Regions from separate parts of the Oryza sativa genome. Here region 2 is linked to region 1. Evidence: chromatin contacts called from public HiCAR-type data. All regions are on one chromosome and are shown on one strand. The core of a region is the stretch at or near the end of the contact, and the rest is flanking DNA. Distances in the headings are between cores, read along the strand shown. Region 1 holds the start of LOC9271360 (cysteine-rich receptor-like protein kinase 43). Region 2 holds the start of LOC4347038 (O-fucosyltransferase 31).

Region 1 (7,192 bases), core at 2,504-5,003:
TTTTAAAGAAATAAAAGAAGAGAGAGAAGAGTAGCAGGCTACATATCTACAGTCAGCTGCAACACAGACTCCAAGACGTAATATGTGTATAACAGGTGGGACTATGTATTAATAGTATAGTAAGCAAGTATTATATGAATTGACTATTATATTGGCTATACATAATTTAGAGCAAGTTTAATAGTATAGCCTACTATTAGCTCAAATCATCTATAGCCAATGTAATAGCTAATTCATACACTAGTTAATTACTATACTATTAATATAAGGTTCCGCATGTCATATACACATTACGTCTTGGAGTCTGTGCTGTAGCTGGCTACAGATATGTAGCCCACTGCTCTTCTCTCTTCCTTTATCTCTTTAAAATATGTTTATAGTTGGCTTATAGCCTGCTTTTATACCTGCTCTTATCCTATGGCTAGGTCGCTGGTAGCCCGGTACACCTACTTGTTGTTGTAGGTAGTACTAGTAGTACTACTAGCTTGTGGAGACCCCAAATGACCCAACTAATCCTAATAGGAAAACCACCAGGAGGGAAAGGAAAACGAAAGAGTAGGTGTGTGGTGTTGGGCATGCAACGGAGAAGACTTTTTTGACCCAGAGATGAGGGTTGACTTGGTCAAACCAATGAACTTTTAATAATAATAATAATAACTGAAGATGATGTGCATGGGTGTTGAGAAGCTGGTTCACACTGTATGTGCATCCAGGACCCACAGGGAGAATTCTTATGATTTTTCATGTGAATTAACTCAAATTATCGTATAAATTATACAAAATTACTTTGTTTCAAAGGAGGCACAAGAATATATTTTGCAGTGTGCAAAATCGTCAAAACCACTACGGGGATATGGTGAAAACACACACCGCCTTTGAGAAAGAGGAAGCAATCAGACAGAAGAAAGAACAAAGCGTGAGAAGAATGATTTGGTTTCTGAATTCTGACCAATCAGTCGAACATAATTTCTCTTCTGAGGGCCCCACGGTTTGTTAGTCCGTCGAATCTTATATTCCCTGAACGAACTCACTCTGACCAGAAAGGCACACCACCACGCATGATGAAAATCGCCCTTTTAGCGAAAAGGCAAAGCAGAGCAGCATTTGCAGGATCGATTTCTCATGCATCCATACGCAATCATGTGTGTGTGTGTGTGTCTCATCTGCAGCAGCAGAATGCCGCTTCTAGAAATGCACGAGAAATCAAAAGCAAGAAGAAATGGATAAACGCGACCTGAATTCTCATCTCAACTAATACTAGAGGTTTGGTCAGAGAAAGAAATTAGCGCATGCGACCAAAACCAGGCGAATCATAACAAGATCGCTACTGCAACCTTATTATAAAAGATCAATTACTTGGAGCAGGAGAGTTTGTTACGTGCAGTACATTCTGAGGACTGAGGTTAGAGCCGGCACCGGCAGCCAGCTGGCTTCCTAAAATCGCACGCGTGCCTAATAGGAAAACAGCCGAGAAGCCCTGCCTTTGCAATTTTGCAAAATAGACTATTTGATTAGGTGATTGAATTTTGCAAAGTACTAGAGACTTTGATTATGTGATTGATCAGAAGCCTTGGCCAAAGTTCATAGATGAAGTCCTGCCTTTGCGATTTTGCAAAATAGACTTTTGATTATGTGATTGAATTTTGCAAAGTAGAGACTTTGATCGTGTGATTGATCAGAAGCCTTGGCCAAAGTTCATAGATGTGGTTGCTGATGATAGATCGATCTTGGACTCGGTACTGCTACTAGTACGACACGGCTTCTGTGACTGCTGCGTCTTCTTCCAAAATCCCAACAGGGTAGCGATGTGGAGACGACGCGTCGCTGTACTTGTCAACGACTCTGGTCATCCACAACCATCACTGTGCCATAGTTATTGAATGTCTAATGCACCAAGCTATCCGTGGCCTATTTGGTTTATTACTAATGTAATAATGCAAGTTATCCCCAAATTTTCATAAACTATGCTTTTGTTGTTGTTAAGATTTTGGAAGTGTGTGAGCTTTAGTTGGCTTTGCCTAACAAAAACTTTGGGAGGCGTTTGGCAAATGGGCTTGGAAAAAGAATATATTACCCATCAAAGGATAGTTTTTATCCTAACCATACAATTCTTCTCATCTCATTCCATCCTAAACCTTCACTCATTTTTCTATCACAGTCCCATTCCTTGTAACCAAATGGTGGTTTGCTGGGAATGCTGGGTTTTATTCAACAAACCAAATGGGTTGATGGTTCCTTGAGTTTCTATTTTTCTTTTTGGTAAGCCAAACAACCACTAATATCCAGAGAGATGCTTCCAATTTTAATTTGGGAGGAATTTCATTTAAGAGAATTTGGGAGGAATCTTGAAACGTACAAGAACAGTTAAGCATACTAGTTTTGAATGAATGGAAGAGTTTTTCCAGGTTCCTATGGAAGCTACTACTATCTCATAAACAGGGAAAACAAACAGTTGGGAAATGCAAGACACAATTTTTTCAAGAACGAACAAATGAACATATGCCCTATCTTGTAGTAACAAATCTGCCTCAAATTTTCCATGCCTGATTAATCCGATTTTATCTCTAAGACTCCAGATAATGCAAGTATGCAACTCAAAACTATAATTGTGCCACAGTGTGCAAATGCAGTGAGCTAGTAGTAATTGTTAAGAGAAGAGCTTTGTCAGCAACAGCAAAGCATCTAGTAGCAGCCGTATTTTAATTTGTTAGATAGATAGATCGATGCATCGGTGATGACCACCCGCTGACGCAAGCAATGAGCTGTCCTAGCAACAAGAAACAGTGCACGCGACTTTTCCAAGCATTGAACTGATAATCCGATCCCCAAAAAAAAAAAAAAAACGACGCGTCCATCGGATGATTAAACTGGTTCCGTTCACGCGGTGAAAATTTTGCGGAAGGCAATGGCGAAGGAAGAAGAAATTGGAGTACTCACAGTGGAAGTTTCGGGGCGGCGGCGGAGGGGAGGAGAAGAGGATCTTGTCGAGGCTCTCGTTGGGGACGTACTCGTAGACGAGGAGCTTGTCGTCGGGGCCGTGGGCGCAGTAGCCGATGAGGTTGACGACGTTGCGGTGCTGGACGCGGGAGAGGAGGGTGGCCTCGTTGCGGAACTCGCGGGCGCCCTGGCGGGACCCGGCGCCGAGGCGCTTGACGGCGACCTCCCGGCCGTCGGCGAGGCGGCCGCGGTAGACGGGGCCGAACCCGCCCTGCCCGAGCTTCTGCCGCTCGGAGAACCCCCGCGTCGCGGCGCTCAGGGCCTCGTACCGGAACGCGCGCTGCTCCCTCGCCGCGATCGCCTCCAGGTCCGCCTCCTCCTCCTCCCGCCGCCGCCGCTCCGCGCCCCCGCCGCGGCGGGAGGACGACGAGCTGAACGGCCGTGCGATGCGCTCCAGGAGCTCGCGGGGCTTCATGCCCTGCTGCCCCCCTGCCTCCCCCGCCGTGGCTCTACTTGCTGCTGCTGCTGGCGCGGGCGCGGCGGCGGTGGTGGTGTTTGGTTGGGTTGGGGATTGGTGGGTGGGGTGGGGTTTTGGGTTGCCGTGGTCGAGGAGAAATGTTTCAGAGATGTCGCCGTCGGCGTCGGCTGGGGGGCGCGTCGCGTGGCATCACGGGCTCACGGCACTCCACGGCGAAGCGCAGCGCCGGGGAGGAGAGAAAGTCAGGGAGACTGCGCGTTGACAAAATGGGCACACCGGCGTGTATGCGGCTGGAACAGGTCGGGGGTGGAGGGGTTGAAGACGACTCGAAAGCAAATGGAAGAAGACTCCAACCCGGGAGAGCTTAGCAGGATAAAGGCTCAGTTTAGGGTGTGTTCAGTTCGCGAAAAAAAAATTTGAGTGTCACGTCAGATATTTGACCGAATGTCGAAAGGGGTTTTCGGACACGAATGGAAAAATTAATTTCATAACTCGGCCGGAGTTCGTGAGACGAAAAGTTTTGGTGTGTCACATCGGATATACGGACACACATTTAAAGTATTAAACATAGATTGATAACAAAACAAATTACAGATTCCGCCTAGAAACTGCGATACGAATTTATTAAACCTAATTAATCCGTCATTAGCAAATTTTTACTGTACCACCACATTATCAAATCATGGATCAATTAGGCTTAAAAGATTCGTCTCGCAATTTACACACAATCTATGTAATTAGTTTTTTTCTATATTTAATACTCCATGCATGTGTCCAAACTTTCGATATGACAGGGTGAAAGTTTTTTTGCATGAGAAGTAACAGGGCATAAGTTGTTTATTTTCTTTTACGGACACGTAAAAAGAATTACACGGCAATATAATAGAAGAAGAGAGCAGAGTTTGATTACATATACATAGAAGATAAGCTACTAAGAAAGAAAAAAAAACTCTTATCGCAAGGGAGGGTGGAGTAGGGGGTTCCACTACACTCCGGCATACGTCGTTTAGATATTTTTCTAAAACAAACTTGTCTAGTTTTAATCAAATTTGTAGGAACTATCAAAATAGATATTATAAATGTTGTTGTATTTTCTATAAACTTGATCAAATTTTTAAAATGTTTGATTTAAAAAAGTCAATGAGACTTATGATATGGAACGGTGGGGGCGAATTTTTTTTCTTTTTTGCAATACAATCTACTACTACATCCGTTCCGTTATAAGTCGTTTTGATTTTTTTTAAAACTTTTTTTTAGTTTGATCAAGTTAGCAACATCTACAATATTAAATTAATTTCATTAAATATAACAGTGAATATATTTTGATAGTTTGTTTGTTTTGTGTTAAAAAATTGTTATATTTTTATATAGACTTCATCAAACTTAAAAAATTTTGACTAAGAAAAAAATATTTTTAATATGAAATGGAGGGAGAGTATTTTGTATATAGTACAACTTGTACCATAGAAGATTTATTGTATTTTTATGGCATGTTCGAAGTTAGACGATACGTGTTTATTTAAAGACTATATACATATTCTTCTAATAGATTAAAAAAAATTTAACTAGAAATAAAAATAGTTTTATTACAATTCTTTCTTCACCTAATGGAGCAAAGTTTTTATTTTATAAAGGCTAAGGGTATTATTTGAGTTGTTAACTATTTGTCTCTTTTCTTCTCTCTATTCTACATCAATAGATATTCCTAATTAGCAATGCAAGGCTGAGTTTGGTTCTTCACTTTCCCAACTCATCTCTCTCGTTTTTCACACGCACGCTTTTCAAACTAATTAAACGACAAAAATTTTCTATACGAATTCATATTAATCAAATTTTCAAAAAAATAACTAATACTAAATTAATCATGCGCTAATGAGTTGCGCTGTTTTGCGTGCATGGAGTGTAAGTTCCCAACTCAAGAAACCGAACATAGCAGCTGTGTTCGGTAAAGGGGAGTTGCGAACTTTTCCTCCGAACATGCAAAACAATATAGTCCATTAGAGCAAGTATAATAATGATAAGCTATAAGGCTACTATAAGCTTAGGTGGAGAAGAGAGGTAGTGAAAAATTAAGGATGTTGGCTCTCATACAAGAACTAGCTTATCACAAGCTCCAAGACAAATGCATTAAATGTATAAGTGAGAGATAGAGAGATAAGAAGAAAATTGTAGCCAATCGTATAACTAATCTATAATATATGTTGGCTTTAAAATGAACTAATAGTAGGAAGTGAGCTCTATTATTATCATTGCTCTTAGCACGTGATTAATTTAGTATTACCTAATGTTTTTAAAAAGATTATCAATATTACTTTTAAAGTAACACATATATATATATATATATATATATACAGTTTAACCGTTTAGAAAGCGTGCGCGTAAAAAAACGAGGGATATCCCTCCAACCAAACACACCCTAACAGAAGCACTCAGCCAGCTCCTGTAAATAACCTCGCAATTACAGTTGTATGTATATTTGTACTGGTACTATCTTCAGTAGGAAATCTATGCCTTTAATTAACTCAATAAAAAAACTGAAAACGTGAATATTAATCGAAGTGACTAAAATTTATTCTCCCGGACAAATTAGTGAGATACGGAAGCATAAAACCTCTACTTTTACTATGGCGCTGCTGTACATGTACGTTGTCTAGTAAAAATGGAGAGGAGTGAAGCTCGCTGCACCTCGCATTGTCAGGCCAGGTGTTTACGCACGTAAACAACATTCACAATGGGGAAACACAAAAGGTGATCTGCCCATATCTATAGGCTCTCTACCAGAGATACATGTCAGCATATTTTTTTATTTGGAAGAGATTAAATGAAGAGAGAGAGCAAAGCTATCTACTAACCTGAAGATAGTCTATTAAGAAAAACGAGGCAATACATTATAGAGCTATAGATACCTATGTAGACATACTATTGAGGTGGTTTACTATTAATCTAATCTATTGCTAAGATGTACATGTTTTATAGAGAGCACCTTACTTTACTATAGGTGCTCTAATAATTAATCTCCGTTCAGCTTATCAGAAACTGCGACGAAATGGCGGCCGGTGGGCCGGCGGCTTTATGTTCCTGATATGATTAGGGAAAGAAAAGACGATTTCAGAAAAAAAACTGAGTCGTCAGGATTGACCCCATGTTTTCCTCTGCACAAAACACATGTGCCTGAAACTCTTCAATTCCGTGACAGCCCACAGCACGGCAACACTTAATCTGATGTCAGGTGGCTGACCTGTGGCACATAATGTTAAGAATCTGCCCTAGAATATTAAGGAACAAAGCTCTAAATGCTGGTACTACTTTATTACTACATATTAATTTCGAGTAGTAGTAGTATGTATAGGAAGTATAAACAATTTCTTTATTCTATGGCGGTAAGGCATAGTTTTTTTTTTCTCGACTCGAAAATTCAACTTTCTCTTTTTCATTTGCATACTTTTTAAAATATTAAACATTGTGTTTTTATAAAAAGTTTTTTAGAAATTGTTTAAAAGAAATCAAATAAATCTATTTTTTTTAATTTTTATGGTAATTAATATTTAATTAATCATGTCCAATAATTTGTTTCTCATTTTACGTGAGCTAAATTTATGTCTGCCAATTGAGAGAACGAAAGGAGCCTAAGATATACTCCCTTTAAAATATAGTAGAGTATCATAATTTAAAATCAAGAGTGCATCGTTAAGAGGCTAAGGAGTTGTGTAGTTCCTAAGTATACTTTATCACTATTTATAGTGTCATAGTTGGTTAAGTTGAGAAAAATCAAATTCT
Region 2 (6,872 bases), core at 2,009-4,508, 170 kb before region 1:
TTCGGCGCCGAGCACGTCGTCGACCTACTCGTTCCACTTCTCCATGGCGCAGGCCGTGCTCACCATCTCCCTCAACGTCATCGCCATCGGCCTCTCCGCCCTCGTCAAATCCTCCTCCTCCTCCTCATCGAGTTCGTCTTCCCGGCGCCGCGCCGCTGCAGCGCCCGCGGTGGCGCCGCCGGCGGCGGTTGACCTGGACACGGTTCTTGGCCTGATGGGCGGCGCGGGCGGCGCCGCGCCGTCGGTGGGGTTCGAGGAGGCGTCCGCGCTGTTCGAGTAGGAGGAGGCCACCCTGGGGGAGGCCGCGGCGGCGTTCCGCGTCTTCGACCGCAACGGCGACGGCTTCATCGACGCCGGCGAGCTCGGGAGCGTGCTCGCCTCGCTCGGGTTCGCCGCCGGCGCCGGCCACGCCGAGTGCCAGCGCATGATCGACGCCTACGACGCGGACAAGGACGGCAGGGTCGATTTCCGCGAGTTCCTCAAGTTCATGGAGACGGCTGCGGCCTAGGGAATCCACAGGATTCCCATGGCGTCACTTCTCTGCAAATTCTTTGTTCTTTCGTTCTATTTTTCTCTTTAATCGACTTCGATCGCTCAGCCGAATGAAGAACGGCAGCATGTGTATGCTTATGATCAGTTTAGGTGCTGTTTGGATCATGGCATTACAAAGAGCCAAGAAACGGGTTGTGTTTTACTTGAACTGAAATCGATGGAAATCGAATTGAAATGACAATTTCCGTGCTTGGGTTCTATCCCTGAATCAAATTCCTTACCCTTGGCTTAAAAAACAGACCGAACAGTTTTTCTATCCTCTACCTAAAGCATGTGCCTCATCTGCTTATGCTTATCAGACAAATTTTAAATTTTCAACCTTAAATTTTAAAGTTGATTTTGAGATTTTTTTCATTGAAATTTATTTTTAGCTTTTGCTTTTAAATCGCTAAGAACACGTATATAAAAGTCTATTTACCAATTACTTTTTATTTGCAAATATGCCAACGATGGCTCCGTACATGTGGAAAGGACTTAGTAAGAGAATATGAACGAGGTTTAAATTTCACTGATTCAATTTGATTTAATTAAGCCTTTATATAAATGGTAAACATGTCTCCGATCATTGAACTCTCATTGATTTTAGTTTACAATTGATATTCAGGCCCATCAAAACCTTCCAGGGCTCCTTTAGATTGAAGGAAACTTATAGTAGAATTTTTAGAGGATTAAAAATTTGGAATCTGTAGAGAAGAAAAACAGGATTGCTAAAAAAAAGGTCGCTACATTTTTCACTTAATTTTAGTCCATTGTTCTCCTATTTGTAGGTATAAGCTTTTAATTCTCATATCTCATCTTTCATGTAAATAATAAATACTCCTTTTTTTTAATAATGGGAATAATTGTATTAGAACTGAAATTACACCCGGTCTCTGCATCGACTGGAGATGCACACGACCTAAAATAATAAACACGTTTAATCCTAATTTTCTTATACATTGTGTGTTAGAAAATTTGCATTGTAAATGTTTCTTACAATGTAATTATAAACTTGCAGTGTACTTACATTATAGGTGTAGAGGTAATTTACAAAAGACGACTTCTTTTTTGGAAATTGTGATGCCATAACAAAAGGCACACTTTCTAAAAAAAATGCATCTTTATAAAGGAATAGGATTGTAAAATTCTCAAGGATATTTTTCTTTACTAAGTCCGATGCTATACTGCTCTTTTGCATGTGTTTTCCTCCCAAATTCTTTCTGTTTCAATTCCTCTGAGCCATCTAAACACATTATCTCGAGTGTTATTCTGTTCTGAAATCTTATGATATTACATAGCACTTCCTCCGTTTCACAATGTAAGTCATTCTAGCATTTCTCATATCTAGATTCATTAACATCAATATGAATATGGGAAATGCTAGAATGATTTACATTGTGAAACGGATGAAGTACGTGGTAATATATTCCTATGTTTTCATGTTTCAAAGCTTTGGAATCATGGGTTTATAATTGCTCAGTTAACATCCCTGGCAAGTCCACGCCTCTTAGGTCTTATAATGGACGCATATCATATCCTCTACAATAAATACAGAGAATATGATATGTTTAAAAAATGTATATTTTTACTGTAGGTTAAATGTATCTGATATGCTGCAAATGTATATTCAGGTATATTTGTATATGATATACTCATATATATTTGTATATGTTTAAAAAATGTATATTTTTACTGAAGGTTAAATTTATATGATATGCTGTAAATGTATATTCAGGTTAAATGTATATTTGTAGTATGATTTAACCTACTGTCAGGGTTATGGATACCACATATCTAATAGTAGTTGACTAAATCTCGGCAAGACCCACCACATACCATGTCCTATACGAAAGCAACCTTCGGATATAGGAGGAGTTCCGAATAAGGAAAGACAACCAGGGTTCTACATGGAAACGACAAGTACTACTCGGATTGTATCCATATTGGTTTCCTTAGTTCTACTTGGACAAGGGAACACCTATGGGTATAAATACAAGACTCCCTAGGAGGGGAAGAGAGCGGACACCCACCAGAGAGAACCAACACAATCAACATACACCCACCAGAAGCCACAACATACAAGCCAACATACGCCAAGACAAGCCGCCGGATATCGACATCAGAGATACGCCTGGATCGACCCTATCCGGTACCTTCAGAGGCCGGCCGTAGGGATCTAGCACTGTCTCTGATTCCGTCGGGCGCGAGCTCGAGGAGGAAGGCTACCCTGTTGTCGACTACGAGTCAGACCTTCAGACCGCCATGTCGACAACAGTTAGATAGGCTACCCCATATATTGTACTGGTGTGATTATGGTGAATAAAAAGCAACATCGGCTCCGGCCAACAGGATGTAGGGCTATTACCTGACAATTCAGGGGTCCGAACCTGTATAAAAATCCCTGTCTCCATCTCTTTTACCTTAATCTCGCGTATACCCTAGCATCGACGATCCTCATACCATGCAAATACCAGAATTGCGACATCAAACGTCGACACCTACAAATATACATTTAGCATATCATATTCAGGTAACTGTAGATGTTTTTAGCAGGGTGGCTAGTGAACAGCACAGCAGTACAGTACAGAAGTCCCGCGGATCCTTCCTCCTCTTTTTCGGATCATAGTTGGGCCAGGCGAAGAATTTTGGCCCATCCAGATCACTCCATAAGGCCCATTTCCTATTCGGCTCGGCTAAGTTGTCGCTTGGTGGGCTTCGGGCTCGTCGTCGTCGTCGTCTCCCCTCCCCCCACCTGACTTGAGACGGGGAGATGCGGAGGCCGTCGCCTTCGCCGCCGGCGGCGAGGGGCCCGGCGCTCGCCGCTGCGGCGGCCGTCGTCGTGCTACTTCCGTCCATCTTCCCCGCGATCTTCACCCCGCTTGGCCGCGCCTTCCCTTCCCTCTTCTCGGTGAGCCCCCCTCCTCCCCTCTCTCCTCCTCGCGCGGCCCGAAATTGGAGCCGATGTGCTGTGAAGTAAGATTCAAAGCTACTCTTCGTAGATTTATGATTGGTAGCTCCAGGGACCCAATCACTTGGGATGAGCAAAGGTCGTCTTCCATTTTGGCAGATAGCTAGTTCCTTGTAGTGTATGAGGGAAGAATTGGTGTGTCTAATTGATGAGAATTTTGCTTGTGCTCTTCTAGTTTAGGTTTTATGATCTTATATTTGCTTTGAGGGTTAACTAGGCAGGGTTTTGTCAATTGTTTGCAGGAGTGGAATGCCCCTAAGCCAATGCATGAGTCTCTTCTGAATGAGGCTTTGCGGCGAACAATTGTGAGTACATAATACTTAGCTGAAAACTGGAGTATTTATGTTGGAGCCCATCTGTAACTTGTATTTTGTACAGTCAAACGAACAAAAGAGAGAGCTGTGGTCACCATTGCCGTACCAAGGTTGGAAACCATGCTTGAAGTCATCAAGTGTTCACGGTAACCTACTGAAATGGCATGATTCCGACAGCCGCAGCGATAGAAAATCGATTATTGATCAGTTGTTCTGATAAATTATAGGGGTACCTTTGGAACCCACTGGATATATCCAAGTATTTCTTGATGGTGGACTGAATCAGCAAAGAATGGGGGTAACACACTTCTTATGCATTGATGCTATGATATATAACTTAACATAACTGGCATCCTTGGGACTTTAGATTATCCAACTCTTTCCTTTCTGTTCTTTAGATATGTGATGCGGTTGCTGTTGCTAAAATTCTGAATGCGTCTCTTGTGATCCCACATCTTGAAGTAAATCCTGTTTGGAAAGACACAAGGTGCTTTTGGAGTCTCGGAGCACTATATTTTTAATTTCCATTTTCCACTGTTGAATTTTAAGTATAGTTTACCTTTTTGTATTGTAGCTCCTTTGAAGAAATTTTTGATGTGGATCATTTTATCAACACCTTAAAAGCTGAAGTTTCAATAGTCAAAGTTCTCCCAAAAAAATTTTCCTGGAGCACAAGAGAGTACTATGGTACAGGCATCCGTGCTACAAGAATAAAAACCGCACCTGTTCATGCCTCTGCAAGTTGGTATCTGGAGAATGTCAGTCCTATCCTTCAAAGGTTTGTGAAAAAAATTGACTTGGATTGTTTCTCTATTAGTCAAACATGCGCTTTGTTTATTGAGTCAGCTTCATAGACTTCTCTGAAATAATTGGCTCAAGTCACGCCTTGCAATGGTCTTCATATATGTAGCTGGTGGTCAATTAAGGTTACGGAGAAATGGTCATAACATTTAGCCTAGGTCAATTTCCACTGGTCTAGCTCCATATGTGTTAACATGACATCCTGTCATTGTTTAATAACTTTGTTAGTTGGTCAATTTACAAGGCAAATCGTTTAGCAGTCATCTTACCTTCCATTTGTTTCCTTGCAGCTATGGCATTGCTGCCATTGCCCCCTTTTCTCACCGTCTTGCATTTGATGACTTGCCTGTGGACATTCAGCATCTGCGTTGCAAAGTTAACTTCCAAGCTCTTGTTTTCCTGCCTCACATTATCTCACTGGGGGAGACTCTTGTGAAACGCTTGAGATCTCCCGTCCAGGGCCAATCTGGTGAACTTATCCAAGAAGTTGGAGAAGACACAAACCAAGCCGGAAAATATGCAGTTTTGCATCTCCGTTTTGATAAGGTAAATGGAAACTTCTCCAATACATTTTTTCTGTGGATCCACAGTGTATGTGCATTGTTGTGCCCTTTAAAACATTTCTGCTTCTGATCAATTTTTCAGGATATGGCTGCACATTCTGCTTGTGACTTCGGTGGTGGCAGAGCTGAGAGATTAGCTCTGGCTAAGTACAGACAAGTCATCTGGCAAGGGAGGGTATTAAATTCACAGCTAACTGATGAGGAGCTTCGGAACTTGGGACGCTGCCCATTGACTCCAGAAGAAATTGGGCTGTTACTGGCAGCTCTTGGATTTGACAGCAGAACTCGAATCTATCTAGCCTCTCACAAGGTTTGACTCTTCTGTGTGTTTACCATTTTTTTTTCTGGTGGTATTAGGAAGGTCTAATATACATAACGTATTAAGGTATACGGCGGGGAAGCCAGAATTTCTAGCCTGCGCAAACTTTTCCCCCTAATGGAGGACAAGAGGAGCCTTGCGTCGGAAGAGGAGCTGACTAATGTTGAAGGCAAGGCTTCTGTTCTAGCAGCTCTTGACTACTATATCAGCATGCACAGCGACATTTTCATCTCTGCATCTCCTGGGAATATGCACAACGCACTGGTATGTTCTGTTCGATCTTGAATTTGCTTGATTGCTTCCTTTGTTACTGGTCCTGACTAGAATAATTTGTTGAAATTTAGATGGCTCACCGTACCTTTGAGAATATGAAGACCATAAGGCCAAACATGGCATTGCTTGGGCGCATCTTTGTTAACAAGAGCATGGAGTGGTTGGAATTTCAGGAGGCTGTACAAGCAGGGCACAAGGGTAGATACGGGCAAATCAGACTGAGGAAACCAAAGCAATCTATTTATACTTACCCTGCTCCAGACTGTATGTGTCAAGGGTAGACTGCTAAATTTTGCAACAAAAGACTAGATTCTTTAGTGTGTGAAGCTGAAGGATTTTTGCTCGGCGACCAGTGAATGTTACAATGAGGTTCTAATTGTTGTCAGTTTCTTAGGACGACAAGGTTCTTTGGATATAGGGTTGGGAAGAAGTTTTGGTTGACCCAAGCATTCAGCTGACTTAATTTTTACCCTAGAAAAAAAATTCAGTCTCGTTCCACATTCAGTGTAAAGGTTGTAGTTTCGTGAGTGATGTAGACTTGGCATATTGTATCTTTTTGTCCTTTCCGTACTACATTCTGTGCATATGTAAGTAAACATGGATCTTTCGGCCGTGAACTTGTAAGCACACATGTTGAGTTTCCACCAGGGTTGAACTTTTCGATTTCAAGTTCGAGGTAAAAATCACACCTCACCCGTTTACCGAAAACTGGTAAAACCGATGGTTATTTGGTCAATGCCATACGAAAACCGGCTAGCTAATAGCGATCGGTTTTCACAAACTGAGATCTCTATCAGTTTCCACTGCTCTACTTGAGCATCTGTTTAATCCCATTTTGGGTATATACAATTCTACCTTTTGTATTTGTCATCGTAGCATAAAAAACGTTTCCAATACTGTGTGAAACTGTGAAAGTGCCATTTGCCATGCTGAGGATAATTAAGCGATGATGCTAATGTGTGGTGGAACCTCGTGTTTCTGGGGTTCATCTCTAGCTTCCAATTGAAGCAGAATCTGTGACATCAGGTTGTTTGGATTGGATTGCATCCATTCTCAGCCAGTATTTTGGAAATAGGTGGGGTTGTTTTACATCAGGTTCTCGA

What was found. HiCAR-type assays count read pairs that join an accessible place to other places.
Region 2: a HiCAR-type map of leaf shows a contact between it and region 1, with 3 times the contacts expected there. The contact joins the promoter of LOC4347038 here to the promoter of LOC9271360 in region 1. A contact is called at or near these places in 1 of 15 Hi-C or Micro-C datasets (panicle) and 1 of 4 datasets of contacts at active chromatin or transcription factors (leaf).

The regions. Positions count from the first base shown.
Region 1 is chr9:18,837,480-18,844,671 of ASM3414082v1, reverse strand. It overlaps LOC9271360 (cysteine-rich receptor-like protein kinase 43), which reads right to left and starts at 3,753. Exons shown (of 3, transcript XM_015795683.3): 1 at 2,938-3,753. The coding sequence starts at 3,412.
Region 2 is chr9:19,007,210-19,014,081 of ASM3414082v1, reverse strand. LOC4347038 (O-fucosyltransferase 31) reads left to right here and starts at 3,258. Exons shown (of 10, transcript XM_015795882.3): 1 at 3,258-3,439; 2 at 3,742-3,804; 3 at 3,878-3,959; 4 at 4,041-4,111; 5 at 4,212-4,300; 6 at 4,388-4,591; 7 at 4,905-5,160; 8 at 5,260-5,487; 9 at 5,563-5,760; 10 at 5,841-6,416. The coding sequence starts at 3,302. The coding sequence ends at 6,050. It also overlaps the pseudogene LOC4347039.